Regions from separate parts of the Oryctolagus cuniculus genome. Here regions 2 and 3 are each linked to region 1. A link is a contact called in public Hi-C and Micro-C data. All regions are on one chromosome and are shown on one strand. The core of a region is the stretch at or near the end of the contact, and the rest is flanking DNA. Distances in the headings are between cores, read along the strand shown.

What was found. A called contact is a pair of places that touch in the nucleus more often than the background predicts.
Region 2: a Micro-C map of ear pinna shows a contact between it and region 1, with 7 times the contacts expected there. The contact joins the enhancer-like site here to the promoter of MAF in region 1. A contact is called at or near these places in 4 of 6 Hi-C or Micro-C datasets (ear pinna, psoas muscle, skin fibroblasts and 1 more).
Region 3: a Hi-C map of psoas muscle shows a contact between it and region 1, with 5 times the contacts expected there. The contact joins the enhancer-like site here to the promoter of MAF in region 1. A contact is called at or near these places in 2 of 6 Hi-C or Micro-C datasets (psoas muscle and an unstated tissue).

Annotation. Positions count from the first base shown.
Region 1 is chr18:61,810,250-61,815,362 of mOryCun1.1, reverse strand. MAF (MAF bZIP transcription factor) reads left to right here and starts at 2,393. Exons shown (of 2, transcript XM_051847318.2): 1 at 2,393-4,649. The coding sequence starts at 3,499.
Region 2 is chr18:62,281,401-62,286,513 of mOryCun1.1, reverse strand. No RefSeq gene overlaps it. Among named protein-coding and RNA genes, the nearest start is that of DYNLRB2, 460 kb to the left of the region's middle. Within about 2 kb of position 1,928, at least 1 of the 8 cell types and tissues checked has an H3K27ac peak or open chromatin away from gene starts, as enhancers often do. A contact at or near this core is called in ear pinna, where this site is marked.
Region 3 is chr18:61,339,859-61,344,971 of mOryCun1.1, reverse strand. The region is part of intron 8 of WWOX (WW domain containing oxidoreductase); the gene reads right to left. Among named protein-coding and RNA genes, the nearest start is that of MAF, 470 kb to the left of the region's middle. Within about 2 kb of position 1,946, at least 2 of the 8 cell types and tissues checked have an H3K27ac peak or open chromatin away from gene starts, as enhancers often do.

The sequences.
Region 1 (5,113 bases), core at 1,144-3,643:
TGGCCGCCGCCGATCTGTAGGGCCCCGGCTTCCTCATTAGCCAACTTTGTTTAAAAAATGTTGTTTATTTACAAGTGCAGAAGTTTCAATGTCCCTAGCCAGAAATGCTTTTTTCTTATTTTTTGGGGGGGAGGGGAGGGGGAGAAGCATGGATCATACCTTAGAGCTGTCAACAAAACTATGTGATTTTTTAAAATTATCCTAAACCCCCAACTTATACATAAATTTTATATTATATATATATATATAAACTTCAGACACTTGTGTCTAATAATTCTTTTTAAAAAATGAAAGAAACGATGGCTCGGGACAGTGCAGTGCCCCTGTCGTTGAGGCAGAGGACGGAGTGCACCCAGCACCTTCCCCTAACTTCCGGGGAATTGGGAGACAATCCTCACCCTTTCTCCCGGCTCTGTGCCCTACAAAGTCAGAACTGCTTCTGCAGACAATTCGGAATACCCTGGGCGCAGGCCCCTGAGGACCAGCACCGGCCCCGCCATCCTCCTGGGGCCTCTCCCAGCCGGGATGCCCGGGTCTGCTGAGACCCAGGGCTGCCAGGCCCCGCGCGGCGCAGGCTAGGGCTGCCCCGGTCTACGCAGCCTGCAGCCGCAGGCCTGGCGATAAGCGGCGAAGCCCGCCGCCGCCGCCGCCGCCGCGGGTGGGTGCAAGCGCGCCGAAGCGCCGGGTTCAAGAAGCCGGCTTAATGTAGGACTCGGTGACAGAAGTCAGGTTTCCCGGGAATTACTTTGCAGATAAACAACTTTCTAGCAACGCACTTCATCTTACCGCCCAGAGTTAGAGAACTTTACTTCTCTCCAGAGCGCCGCGAAGCCCGCTGGAAACCCAGCCCGGCTCTGGGCTAGGGCTGTTATTGGGGAGGTGATGGGGTGGGGCTGGGGGGCCCTGGGGGACGGGGTGCTGGGGGGTGCTGGGGGACGCGCGCCAAGAGGGCTCGGCCGCAAGGACTCCCGCGGGCTGCTGTGGTCCGGGGCCTGCGAGCCGGGTCTCCGGCCCCTTGTGTGCGAGGCCCGGGCCGCCCGCCGCCTGCGGACCCACTCTGCGCGCCCGCCGCCTGCGGACCCACTCTGCGCGCCGGCCCGCCCGGGGCAGGCAGCTTCTCCCCGCGGCGGCGGAACCGGCCGCGCATCGCCGTCCACTGACCTTTGCCGAAAGGTGGCGCTGTTGAGGCACAAACCAACCAGGTCCAACAATAGTTCTCGCTCTTCGATCCTCCTGCGGGCTTTTCAGAATTAAAAAAAAAAAATTTTTTTTTTAAATGCATCCCTTCCTAGCGTTTCCCCCCACCTCTCCCGCAAAGTCAAATAAATACGATTAACGCCCAATGCGTCTCATTAATTGCACAAATCGTGCCAACTTTCAAGCGGGCTGCCCGGTGTCGCAAACGCGGGGTGAGCTTCCAGCAGTGTCTCTCAATCCCAAATGAATCCCCGCGTCTCCGACTGGCCTATCGCTTTAAAATCTTAGAAACAGACTTGTCGGGTTCTTTTTTCTTTCTTTTTTTCCTTTTTTTTTTTTTCTTAAGCTTTAAAACAATCGATTGAGAAAAACTAAACCGGTTATTAGCATTTCCAGTGGGGAGGGAGGGAAACGCCCCCCACTTCACCCCCACTCCAGATTTCCAGGTCCAACCGAGAAAAAGTGGCTTAAAATTTAACCCTTTGAGGGTAACCCGTGTGGACTGGGGTCTTGCCGCGGGCAAGTCTGGAGGAATTCGGCCAAACGCTCGCAGGGCCTGGTTAAAACAGGGGGGCCCAACCAGGGCTAGGGGTGCGAGTCTTGGAGGCCACGCTCTGGCCGGGGTCGGGAGCCGAGGACCCAGCACCCCCAACGCTACTTCCAGCTCCCAGAGTTCCAGCCGCGGCCGCACTCCCTTGCCAGGGGCGCGCGCGCCTGCGGCCGGGGGCCTACACCCACGGCCCCAGCTCACCCATCGCCTGTGGAAGGCGATTGTGCCGGGGCCGCTCCCTCCCCCAGGACCCCTCCAGCTGCCCCGGGCCGGCGCGCGGTGGAGCGGCGTCCTGCGCGCAGCCCCTACCCCAGCGCGGCGCGCGTTACCCCGCGCACCGACACCGTGAGAGGGACAGAGTTGGAGCCAAGTTTGAGCGCGGAGCACCACAGAGCTGTCCAGGGAAGCAGGGTCCCCCAGCCGACACCTGGACGCCAGAGGTGCAGCGAGGAGGAAAAGCCTCCAGGCCGACGCGCGGCGCTGGGGACTGGGTGGGAGGTGGCAGGGCCGGGGAGTCCGGCGGGTGCCAGCGCCGGCCGCAGAGGGTGAGCTGGGGGCCCCGGAAGGCCGGCCGGCCCCTGTCGCGCTCGAGAGGAGCAGCGATCGGTGCTCCCGGGCCCGCCCGAGCTCCCGCAGTCCCTCTGAAAACCCCTACTCTTCTTGCGCCAAACTTTGCGCGGGGCCTGGCTCGCGCGCCCGGGGAGCGCGGCGCGGCAAGGGTTAAGCCAGCCCGTCCCAGCTGACAGTCAGCTGATTGGGCCCTGATTGACAGCTCCGAAAAGTTTCCTTGTTTCTATACTATTATGCTAATCGCCGCCGCGCTCGCAGCCTGCCATTGGCCCAGAGTGCCAGTCAATTTCCCATTTGGGCCTGACGTCACGAGTGCTATAAAACTCAGCAATTGCTTTAAACTCTTCTTGCTGGATCACAGGCTTTAAAATCTTTTTTCATCTTCGCGCTGTAGCTCGGGCCGCTCACCCGCTCGGCCTCCCCCTTGGCTCTTCTGCCTCGCCTTTCCCCAGGACTTCGCGATTTTGCTTTTGAGAGAGAGGGAGAGAGAGAGAGGGAGAGAGAGAGAAACAAGGCAAGAAGGAACTTAACTCCTCGCTCCCTTCCCTCCAGCCAGGCTGCACTTCTGTCTTGCACTGTGCACAGAGGGAGCGAGAGCGAGGGAGAGGAGAGAGAGAGAAAGAGGAAAAAGAGAGCGAGCGAGCCAGGAGACGCGGAGGCGAGAAGCATGAAGCGTTAACTCCCCCGTGCCAAGGCCCGCACCGCCCGGACAGCGCCCGCCGCGCCTGCAGCCCCGAGCGGCCGCCGCGCGCGCCCCGGCGAGCCGAGCCCTCCTTATGCAAAGCGCGCAGCGGAGCGGCGAGCGGGGGACGCCGCGCACCGGGCCGGGCTCCTCCGGCTTCGCCGCCGCCGCCGCCGCAGCTCGCCGAGGACCTCCCCCAGCCTGAAGCCGCCGGCCCGGCGCGCACGGAGGCGAGCAGGCGAGGAGGGGCCGGGGCGAGCGAGCGAGCGAGCGAGTCCCTTGGCGTGAGCAGGCGGGGAGGGAGGGCGGGCGCGGGGGGCGCGGGCAGGGCGGGGGGGCGTGTGCGCGCTCGGAGGTTCCGGGCCAGCCGCCGGCGCGCGAGCTAGAAGCGCCCCAGCCCGGCAAGCTGGCTCACCCGCTCGCCGCCCAGCACAGCCCGCTGGCCCCTCTCCTGCAGCCCATCTGGCGGAGCGGCGGCGGCGGCGGCGGCGGCAGGAGGATGGCAACGGAACTGGCGATGAGCAACTCCGACCTGCCCACCAGTCCCCTGGCCATGGAATATGTTAATGACTTCGATCTGATGAAGTTTGAAGTGAAAAAGGAGCCGGTGGAGACCGACCGCATCATCAGCCAGTGCGGCCGTCTCATCGCCGGGGGCTCGCTGTCCTCCACCCCCATGAGCACGCCGTGCAGCTCGGTGCCGCCTTCCCCCAGCTTCTCGGCGCCCAGCCCGGGCTCGGGCAGCGAGCAGAAGGCGCACCTGGAAGACTACTACTGGATGACCGGCTACCCGCAGCAGCTCAACCCCGAGGCGCTGGGCTTCAGCCCCGAGGACGCGGTCGAGGCGCTCATCAGCAACAGCCACCAGCTCCAGGGCGGCTTCGATGGCTACGCGCGCGGGGCGCAGCAGCTGGCCGCGGCGGCCGGGGCCGGCGCCGGCGCCGCGCTGGGCGGCAGCGGCGAGGAGATGGGCCCCGCCGCCGCCGTGGTGTCCGCCGTGATCGCCGCGGCCGCCGCGCAGAGCGGCGCGGGCCCGCACTACCACCACCACCACCACCACGCCGCGGGCCACCACCACCACCCGACGGCCGGCGCGCCCGGCGCCGCGGGCAGCGCGTCCGGCTCGGCCGGGGGCGCGGGCGGCGCGGGCGGCGGGGGCCCGGCCAGCGCCGGGGGCGGCGGCGGCGGCGGCGGCGGAGGAGGAGGAGGCGGCGGCGGCGGCGGCGGCAGCGGCGGCGGCGGGGGCGCGGCGGGGGCGGGGGGCGCCCTGCACCCGCACCACGCGGCGGGCGGCCTGCACTTCGACGACCGCTTCTCCGACGAGCAGCTGGTGACCATGTCCGTGCGCGAGCTGAACCGGCAGCTGCGCGGGGTCAGCAAGGAGGAGGTGATCCGGCTCAAGCAGAAGAGGCGGACCCTGAAAAACCGCGGCTATGCCCAGTCCTGCCGCTTCAAGAGGGTGCAGCAGCGGCACGTCCTGGAGTCCGAGAAGAACCAGCTGCTGCAGCAGGTCGACCACCTCAAGCAAGAGATCTCCCGGCTGGTGCGCGAGAGGGACGCCTACAAGGAGAAGTACGAGAAGCTGGTGAGCAGCGGCTTCCGAGAAAACGGCTCGAGCAGCGACAACCCGTCCTCTCCCGAGTTTTTCATGTGAGTGTGACACGCGACCCCAGCTAGCCACCTCGCTAGGCGCCGCGCGGGGGTCCGGCCCGGGGGTGGGCTTGCGCTCGCCACCGCCGCGCCCCTCCCCTGCCGAGCCCCCGGCCCCCGCGCGCGCGCGCGCGCACACACACACACACACACACTGACATACACGCGCACACACACACACTGACACACACGCGCGCACACACGCACACACACACGCGCGCACGCACGCACGCAGCCCGCTCCCAGGTGCTGCTGCTGGTGGCGGCGGCGGCTGTTTTAAGTTGGGGAGGGAAGGGGTTTCTGGCCCACGGATTGCCAATCTGAAAGTCTCCATAACCTGCTAGCTTGTTGGTTTTTTTTTTTTTTTTTTTTTTTTTTTTTTTTTTACAACATCCCTCCCTCCCCCCCACGACTTGCACGATGTTCAAAGATCTCTGCGGAGCCCTTGGAGTGAACCATTGCTC
Region 2 (5,113 bases), core at 679-3,178, 470 kb before region 1:
AGGGTGTGTGTGTGTGTGTGTGTGAGAGACAGAGAGAGAGAGAGAGAGAGAGAGAGAGAGAAAGAGAGAGGGGACAGAGATGAATGTTGGAAGCTGAGTGGCTAAAAGTCAGCTTGATGTGCTTACCCTTTTCGCTGGGAAGTTTGGGAGTAAGAGCACTGGCAAGAGGAAAATAGCCCATTTTCTTTTCAAATAGATGCAAATTAAAATGATGAAAAATTCTGAGAACCAATTCAGAGCCTATTCTTATAAAGCAGAATTGCTTGTTATGTTACAACATGAGGAAAAACAATCTAAAAAGGAAGAGTTATGAACTTTGATATTTCTCTATGATTTGATCATGTAATGATTAAGGTTATTATCAAAGGACAATATTAATGGGGCCAGTGCTGTGGCGTAGTGGGTTAAGCCTCCTCCTGTGGCATAGGCATCCCATATGAGTGCCATGCCAGTTTGTATCCCAGCTGCTCCACTTCCCATCCAGCTGTCTGCTAATGTGCTTGGAAATGCAGTAAAAGATGGCCCAAGTCCTTGGGCCCCTGCACCCATGTGGGAGACCCAGAAGTAACTCCTGGCTCCTGGCTTTGAGCCTACTTCGGCTGCTGCGGCCATTTGGGGAGTGAACCAGCACACAGAAGGTTTTTTTTTCTCTGTCTCTGTCTCTCTCTCTCTCTGTAACTTTACCTCTCAAGTAAATAAATAAATCTTAAAAAAAAATTTTAACTAGCTTGGGAAAACACATACAATGTTGCAGCAAGTGGAAGAAGTCTAGAAATAAAAATGACAACAGAAAATCCTGAACTGTATTATAAAATGTGCATAGCTGGAAGCTTAGAAGGAATATTCTGAAAGGTTAAAGTTGTTCTCTGTGGGTGAAAGGGTCGTAGGAAATTTTTATTTTCTTTTTGTATTAGTTCCTATCAGAAGAGAGAGAGAGGTTTTATGCCCCAATAGAGAAAACAGGTGATCAGCCCATGGCTCACAGATTCCCCACAGCTGCTTGGTTAATGCCATACTCCCTGCAGCTGAAAGTCGGGGCTGGGGGGGCCTGTGAATGGACCAATACCCAACATTCCACACTGATAATCTGGGGGGGGCGTTCCACAGGTGTGTGGACAGCACTGTTACTAATTTGCGCTCTTTGCTTTACATTTCAAAAATACTTAAATTATTAAAAACAAACAAAAAGTCGAGAGTATAAGGTTAGCAGTATCCCCGAGGGCATCAGAGAGGACAGGGGCTCTGACTTGCTCTGTGACCAGGGCACAAGCAGCTCCCTTTCTCTGAGCTGGAGGTGGTCTTTGAGGGACATGGCCTCATTTTACAGGTGGGTACCAGAAGGTCCATGCAGTCAGCACTGACTGGATTGCCCCAGTTTGAGCTCAAAAGCATACAGGACATGTCTTGTCTGAAGCCAGAGCCTTGGAAGGAGCCACTATCCTGAGCATTCAACAGGTGGCACTCTTTGCTCAGTGTCAGGACGCTGCAGGGCCTGGCAGGGCTGGGCTTGTACAGCAGCTAGAGCCAGGGTGCTGATCTTGAAGGGCCAATTTCTCCATTCCCCAGGGTCGGGGGCTCATCCTTGGATCCCAGTGCTCATACTCTGGCCCTGGCCTTTCTCTTTACGGGCTCTCGGTTTCTCCCAACCTCTTGCTCTGTGGAGAATTCTCCCTGCCCCTGTGCCTTCCTCAGCTGGGTTCCCAGGCCTCACCCAGGGGCCTCCTCCTGAGAGGCTGTCCTGGAAAACAAGAGAGAGAAATTTCTGGAGACCCGAGTGAATGCTCCGAAGGAGAAAGGAGTATAAATATTTCATAAAGGTGGCTCGAGTTGTTAACACTACAGAACCGAAGTGTGTTGGCAGGAATCTGAGTAGCACATTTGTGTGGGTAAAAAGAGTGAGAAAAGAAGCAGCTCACAGGACAGCCTCCGGGAAAGCCCTCAGGGGAGGGGCCAGGCCTGCAGGCCCCACCCAGGTTTATGTGAAGTAGCCTCTGCTGCACCATCTGCCTTGACCCCAAACCATTCCAAATTCAGGTGTGTGGCAAGGCAGGAGCTGAGAATTGGTAGGTCTGGGATGGCAGTTAGCGTCCCAGGGACCTCTACCCTCAGACTGCCTAGTTTGGGCCATTGTCTCTGTCTCAGTCGGTAGTCCCTGATTGTGAGGGGTCTAAAGAGCTGGAAGAGGCTGAGGACTAAGCACTGCCCCAGGAGGCTGTCGGAAGTATCAGATGTGTGACATAGGAGAGTCAAGGCTGGAAGACTATGTTGTGGGCCATGCAATGTTGGGACGCACAGAGAAGCTCCATAGCACCCTCTGAGCAGCACTGAGTTACCTCCAGGTCTTGGTCCCCTCAGGCCTCCCTCTGGCTGATGGAATGAACACACAAAAGCCTCCGCTGTGTGGCTTTTACCTAAAGCGTTGCTCATGTTCCCTCTTTGTCTCCTCTCCTGTATCTTTCCTCATGTAGCATAAGCCTTCTTCGTGCAGGTCATGAAAAGAACGTTACAGCAACAACACGCATGGAAGCATTATTTGGCCAGAGAGTGTACTAACCTAACACTGTGCGTATTTAATTTCTCTTAAAGCTCCCAGGAGCTATTATTATCTCCATTGCACAGACAAGAACATTAAAGCTTAAAGAAGAAATGTGTAAATTGTCCAAAGTCGCATTGCTAGTAGATATCAGAGAGGGATGGAAATCTGGGCTTACTGCACCCAGAGCCAGTACTCTTAATCTATCTTGTTTAGAAGAGTGTGTCAGAAGTCTCTGCATCCCCAGCTCCTTGATAATCCTGAAGACAGGTCAGGGGGAGGAGATCTCATGGAAGAAGTCCATGAACAAGGGCACGCAATCAGAGAAGCCAAGAAGTATCACAACACAGAGCTCCCATTTTTTTCAAGCTATGGTGAAAAGTAATCAAAGAAATATGTGTAATGTGACAAGCATGGTATCTGACGTGCAGTAAACTCAGTCAGTATCAGAACCCTTACTTTTCTGTTGTTGCATAGCTAAACATGATTTTCATGTGGGGTTAATTCCTTGTGCCCAGGAGATTTCCTCAGAGAGACTCTGAACTATATGTCTGTTGGACATTCTCTCTTTGCACCTTGAACCTCTCCTATCTCAATACTTATCACACTCTAGTAAAGATTGTTTAATTATTTATATATTCCAAGAACTTGGTGTGGCAGAAATGTGTCCACCTGGTTCATTGCGGAATCTCGAAGTGCTAAAAGAGAGCCTAAAATGTGTTTATTAAATATCTGTGGAAGGATGGGTGGGTGAATGGATGAGTGGGTAGAGGGTTCGATAGATAGAAGGACAGATGGATGGACTTACGAGTGGACAGAGGGGTGCATGGGTGAATGAATGAGACGGATGGTTCATTGGATATATAGATGGTTAACTCCAGGATCTTCATTTATGACTTTCTATATGACATGTGTACACACCGGTGTTTTCAAGAGCACTGTCCTGTTTACTATTAACTCTTTGGCTTTTGCCATCCTGGGGTAGGCAGGAGTAATACCCAAGGCTTGCCCTGCCCAAGGAGATAAGGGCCACTGTTCAGCCCAACTCCCACAAATAAAAGCTTTTCCTACACATTTTCCTTCTTTAGAAACTTATGAGAAAGAAAAAGGCTATTTGTCAAGAGTGAATTTCAAACTCATTCATTACCACAACTTCCTCCATGCAGGTCAAGAGGGGCTGCTTCTGACTTTGGGAATCTTAGACTCCTGTTTTTTGTTTTTTTTTTTTTTTTTTTTTTTTTTCTGGTGTGTGATACTGATGGAAGGAGGGGAACTGATAACCCCTGATAATCAGGCTGCTAATTGCTCAGCTTATCAGAAGATGGTCTTTCATTGCCATGTGTATGTGGGGAGCTGGTGGTTCAAAAGGCAGAGTGATGTATCCGTGAGGGATGAGGCCGCGGCTTGGCAGGGACAGGGTCTCAGGGGAGAGGTCAGGGTTCAGGGAGGAGTGAGGGTGGGCAGGGCTAGAGGAATCCTCTCAAGATAATCTCCTGTTCTTATCAGTGGCACGTTTCCCCAACACACATACTCAATGTACTTGAACTTGTAACCTTGGAAAGCAAATAACAGCTTCAATCTGTTGAGCTCCAGGGAAACAGATTCTGGTGTTCTTGTAAGGGCCTGCCCAGAGAAATCCTGGAGTTCTCTCCGAGCCCAGCTTTCCCCCTTCCTGTGTCCCCTGCTCCTGCTCCTCCTTGTGATGTCACTTGGGGGCTGCCTTAAGCCCAGCCCCTTGCCCTTCTAAACAAGTTCTCAGAGGTGACCACAGACCCTCAGAGGCGTTTATCACTGAGAAGGCTCTCAGCTGCCCCAACCATTGAGATTATGCCTGTGATGGGAAGCTCCTGTCTGTATCTGGACAAAGAAATGGAGCTCATGGATATGCGGGTGCCCTCTGAGGTAGGCAGTGCAAGGAAAGGGTGAAGGCAGGCAGAGAGAGAAGGAAGAAAGGGAGTAGTCCTGAGCAGGCATCTTGCCACCTCAGGCCTTTTTGAGAAATGGTCTCCTTGTTCTTGTGAGACACCCTCTAGGGCCCCTCCTCATCTGGACCTTGGCTATCTTTGAAGTCTCATCTTTCCCTTCCTGCCTTCTCATTCCGTCCTCAGCAGGCCCCTTGTACCTGGAACACCATCCCCAGGTGCTTTTCCTGGCCGAGGTTTCCTCTCCCTCTTATCTCAGCTCTGCTGTAATTTGATCAGGAAAGCATTTTTTTTATCTACTTATGTATCTCAACACCCCCCCCCCAACCTTTTTTTTTTTTTTTAAGAGTTTATTTATTTGAGAGGTATAGTTACAGAGAGAGACAAAGAGAAAGGTCTTCTATCTGCTGGTTCACTCCCCAAATGGCTGCAACAGCTGAAGCTAGGCCAATCCAAAGCCGGGAGCCAGAAGCTTCTTTCAGGTCTCTCATGTGGGTGCAAAGGCCCAAGCACTTCGGCTATCTTCTATTGATTTCCCAAGCCGTAGCAAAGAGGTAGATTAGAAGAGGAGCAGCTGGGACACAAACTGGTGCCCTTATGAGATGCCGGTGCCACAGACGTAGGCTTAGCCTACCACACCACAGTGCCGGCCCCTCAA
Region 3 (5,113 bases), core at 697-3,196, 470 kb after region 1:
CTTCCTCCATAGCAGCAGCCTTAGTGTTGCGCTGGTCCTAACCTCGCTCATGTGCCAAGCATCTTTGCTCACCCAAGTCCAACCATGACAGATGTCAGAAGCTCCATCCTTCCAGACACTGGGAATTTTCCACCAGAGGTAACTAAAAACCCTAGTGCCTTACAAAGACATCGTACATTTTTTTTTTTTTTTGACAGGCAGAGTGGACAGTGAGAGAGAGAGACAGAGAGAAAGGTCTTCCTTTGCCGTTAGTTCACCCTCCAATGGCCGCCGCGGCCGGCGCGCTGCGGCCGGCGCACCGTGCTGATCCGATGGCAGGAGCCAGGAGCCAGGTGCTTTTCCTGGTCTCCCATGGGATGCAGGGCCCAAGCACCTGGGCCATCCTCCACTGCACTCCCTGGCCACAGCAGAGAGCTGGCCTGGAAGAGGGACAACCGGGACAGAATCCGGCGCCCCGACTGGGACTAGAACCTGGTGTGCCGGCGCCGCTAGGCGGAGGATTAGCCTAGTGAGCTGCGGCGCCGGCCAGACATCGTACATTAAAAGCATCCGACTGATTGATCATTTCCACGGAAAGCCAACACACTCATGTTTCCAGAGGCTACTTTATAAACATAGTTTGCTTCTCAGAAATTATCCCAACTTAGTTCCCCTCCCAATTGGTTTCTGAAAATTAAAAAGAAAAAGAAATACACATTCCCAAGAATAAATGAGACTGCAGTAGAGTGTTCTTTTGGAGCAAGTGTGTATTTTAGCGCTCATGAATTTTACAGACACAGGTACTGCAGCTAAACCCATCGCCTTGGCACCGGCACTGGGACAGAGCTTCACTCTTCTCTTTGGAGTCAAACTGCTCAACACTGGAAAAATAAATAATTCTTTAGGAGGAACAATCAAAAGATGCCAGGGTTAAGATGAATTTATGTTGGGATAGGAACCAGATTCTTTTTCATAGATATATGAAGATAATTTTAGATGCTCGAATACTAATTTATTGCCTTGAATACGCTTGAGTATGTAACACAAAGGTTTGGGTAACTTTTGGGTTATGCGGGGCGGGGGGGCTTACAACAACAAATCGATGGGTGATTTGGGCCAACGCTGATTTACACACAGGGCTTACCTGACAGTAAGAGTGCCACTTATCAGAACTCCAAAACTCAGTTGCTTCCTCCCTCTGCTCTTTCCCTAATAACATTGACCATCTTTGCTGACCACACACTGCCTTGTTTAATTAACTGCTGTTTTCTATTTGCACAGTGACATTTAGAAGTTTTCCCTATATTTTGTTTTTTCAGTTCAGAATCCCATTTGCTTCAATAATGGTTGATACGGCATTAATTCCCATTAGCACTGTTTAATAGCTTAAAAAGAAAACCTCAAATAAAGGTTCTTTTTATGTGACCCTTTCCCTGCCAATGGGTTGTGATAAATAAGCCGGCTCTGCGTTGCTCAGTTTACATAAATATGAATGACTACCGTAATGTGTGAACAAGACAGAGATGTAAAAGGTTTTTAAAGCAGAGTCTAACAAAAAGGTCCTGTCTGTCAACGAAATAAAGCTGTTTTGAATTTGTTCCCGATCATTCGGCTCTTCTGCTGGAAGCCGGCACTGGCTCGGTGGTGATTAATGCGCCGCGCACGCGGCCTTCGCAGAGGGCGTACGAGAACTGGCAGCTCCAGCCGGCATCCATCACGCTCGCCGTCGGGCAGGTGCAAGGCGCCTGGAGGCTGCTTTATTTTCCCCACTGCAGGCCATGAGGATACCCCAATTGCACTCCCCTTTTGCTTAGGGCAGGGCAGAGAGCGCAGCTCCCCTGAAGCAGGGTGTCGCGAGGGGTGTGGGGGCATGGGAGTCAGGCACCTTTTTTTCCAGGGAGTGTATCTGTTCTGCACTTCACAGATCAAATGACTCTGAAATCCACCAAGGGGAGTTCTGAACTTTATAAATAGCTGCCTTGTGGGCACACACCCCCCACCAGGGGCAGATCTTGCGCAGGTGCCTACGACAACCGTAGAGAGGCCCTCAGGAGCACGGGAGATGCTGCTTATCCCTGCGCGAGTCCACAGATACACTCACACGGCACATGCCTCGGTTTCTCCACATGCACCACAAGGGGATGTAACTGCCCCTACTTGCAGCATGGTTACAGATTCCATGCGAGCTAAGCCAGGGGAAGCACTTGGCACAGACCTGGCATTCCCAGGCAGCTCATAAATGTCAATGGTTACTCTTGCTGCTATTTTTATAAGGATCACAGGGTCATTTGTCCACTGCTCTTGCCACAGTCACCCTTATCAGATTCCACTCACATTCATGGCATGTCTGCACAGGTGCCCCCAACAGCCCCACAGAACAACTGTGGCCCACGCTAGGGCCGGAAGTCCACTTAGAATGCCAGTCCAGTCGGAAAATCTGAGAATTCTATAGGTTTCTGTCTCTGGTCTAATTATTTACTTACTCAAGATCAAAAGTCCTCCTGGAGCAGTCACGTGGTGAGGCTGGTTTCCTTGGAAAGTACGAGCAGGGAAGAGAAGGAAGGACCTTGCACTTGCAGATGCCTGGTCGCACCAAGTCAGCAGCACAGTCACTTCATTCAGGCAACAAGGAATTCCCAAGCACTTGTGTGTGCCTGCCAGACACTGCTGTTGGCACAGGAAATACAGCTGTGCACGGGTGCATTTAAACTGGGGTAGACCAACCCCAAGTCGACACAAATAGATCATGCCACTCCGTGTACTATGAAGAAAATCAAAACGGGGTGGGGGACAGAGGCATGAAGGTGAGTGGTGGCACAGTCCTCCCTGGGTATCCATGGCGGACGGATGGATACCCAAACCCGCACATACTCAAGTCCCTTGCGTAAAACAGCACAGTGCTTGCATCAAACCTCCCGTAGACTGCAAATCCTCTCTAGAGTATTTATAAAACCTAACACAATGTAAACATTATGTCAGTACTTGTTGCCTGTATGGAATAATGACAAGAAAATAAAAGCCTACACATGGTCAATACAATCTGAAAAAAAAAATTCTCCAACTTGCAGGTGGCTGAAGCTGTGTGCTATGTAACAGTGGACAGGGTTAGGAGATATCTGAGCAGAGACTAAAGGGCAAGGAGGTGGCAGCCTTCACAGGCGCGAAGGAGAAGAAGGCCGGGGGAGCACAGAAGTAGAGACTCCATGAGGCATTTCAGGAAGACCAAGCGTGGAGGGTGAGGGTGACTGGGGCACCGGGAGTGAGGGACGGACAGAGCGGGTGAGCTGGAGGGAGCAGCAGGGAGCAGGGTCACACAGGCCCGTGCACAGGCCTCAGCTGCTACTCCCATTCCAGAGGCTCTTCATCTGGGTTATGTTTTAAAACAACAGTTCTTATTTTCTTTTTTTCTTTTTTTTTTATTTGTGACAGGCAGAGTAGACAGTGAGAGAGAGAGAGAGACAGAGAGAAAGGTCTTCCTTTGCTGTTGGTTCACCCTCCAATGGCCGCCACGGCTGGCGCGCTGTGGCCAGCGCACCGCGCTGATCCGAAGGCAGGAGCCAGGTGCTTCTCCTGGTCTCCCATGGGGTGCAGGGCCCAAGCACTTGGGCCATCCTCCACTACACTCCCGGGCCATAGCAGAGGGCTGGCCTGGAAGAGGGGCAACCGGGACAGAATCTGGTGCCCCGACCGGGACTAGAACCTGGTGTGCCAACGGGAGGATTAGCCTAGTGAGCCGCGGCGCCGGCAAAGCAGTTCTTGGCAGTGCCTGTCAGAATCGGCCAAAGCAAAGAGAGAGGCCTGCCTCTGTGTTTGCACCAAGGTCCACGGATGATTCTAATTCCCACCACAGGCGGGGGCCACTGCTGTACAAGGTTTGCTCTGGCTGATGTAGGGAGAATGGACTGTGCTTGCCAAAGGCAGCAGCACAATGTTCACTGTGAAGAGCTACTGCCCAGAGCCTTCATCCGGACTGTGCAATGAAGGTGGTGATAATCGTACAGAAACTGGCTGTATTTTGAAAGCAGAATCAACTGAAGTTGCTAATGCACAGGGCGTGGGATGGCGAGAAAGCCAAGCAGCTGGGGACCCCCAAGGTTGTGGAACAATGGGGAGGGTTCAGTTGCCATTCACCGAGGCAGGGAAGATGGAGAAAGAACAAAGCCTGGGTAGGGGCAGCAGCTGGCTATCAAGAGATTGGCCTGGGACAAACTGGGTTTGTGAAGCTTGTTCAGCGAGTGAAAGAAGAGACCTGAACAGACAAAAGACAATCCTGGAGTGCAGGGGTGCTGTAGCATGGAGGAGTCTTTGGGATTTTTCAGTGCATGGATGGCTTTGAAAGGCACCAGGATGGATGGGACCCCCAGGCAGTGGGTACAGGAGAGAAGGAGAGAAGGCACAGCTGGAGGAGACGGCACCTTGGGATGGCGCAGGGTGCACAGGTCAGGTGTTTAGGATGACTCAGCACACAGACAGAGCAAAGTGATGTTCAGAAAGACCACCAGAGGAAGCCTCTCGGGAGGCGGGAGGGCTGCAGGGACACCAAATGCTGCCTCGAGAGATGAGGACACGGGACAGATCACCGTGGGGGAGCCCTGCTGCTGGCGGAGAGCTGGGTGAGACCGAGGGCAGAGGCAGAAGCGTCTGTGCGGAGAGCTTGAGAGGCGGTGGAGAGGAAATGGAGGGAGATCCAGGCACTTGCAGAGTTTCGCTGGGGAAATGCGGCCTCAGCTGGAGCAGTATTTTAATAGCAATACGACGAAGGAGTGCTATCTGTACAGTGATTTCTGACTGGACTCGGAATCCCTAAACCCAAGATCTCGCCGCTTGTGGGCAAGGACAGCGAGGCATGAAAGGCGAGGGCGAGGAGGAGCGTAGGACGTTGTTAGAAGTGGAACCCTATTTGCTTGATTTGTCTCAAGAGGGCTACTTAGTAGTCAGAAAGACGTGGAAACAGGAGTGCGGGGGTTTTCTTTTTTATATTCCCATTTGGTTTTGGATGGCACACACTCACCTCTCCCACTTTTTTGCTCTCTAATGCTGACAGCCTTTTCTCGATGGATCACTTGCCTTACAGAAACAGCTCGGTCTTCCGACGGAGTGAACTCCATGGGGAAGGGAAGGAATGAAGGCCACT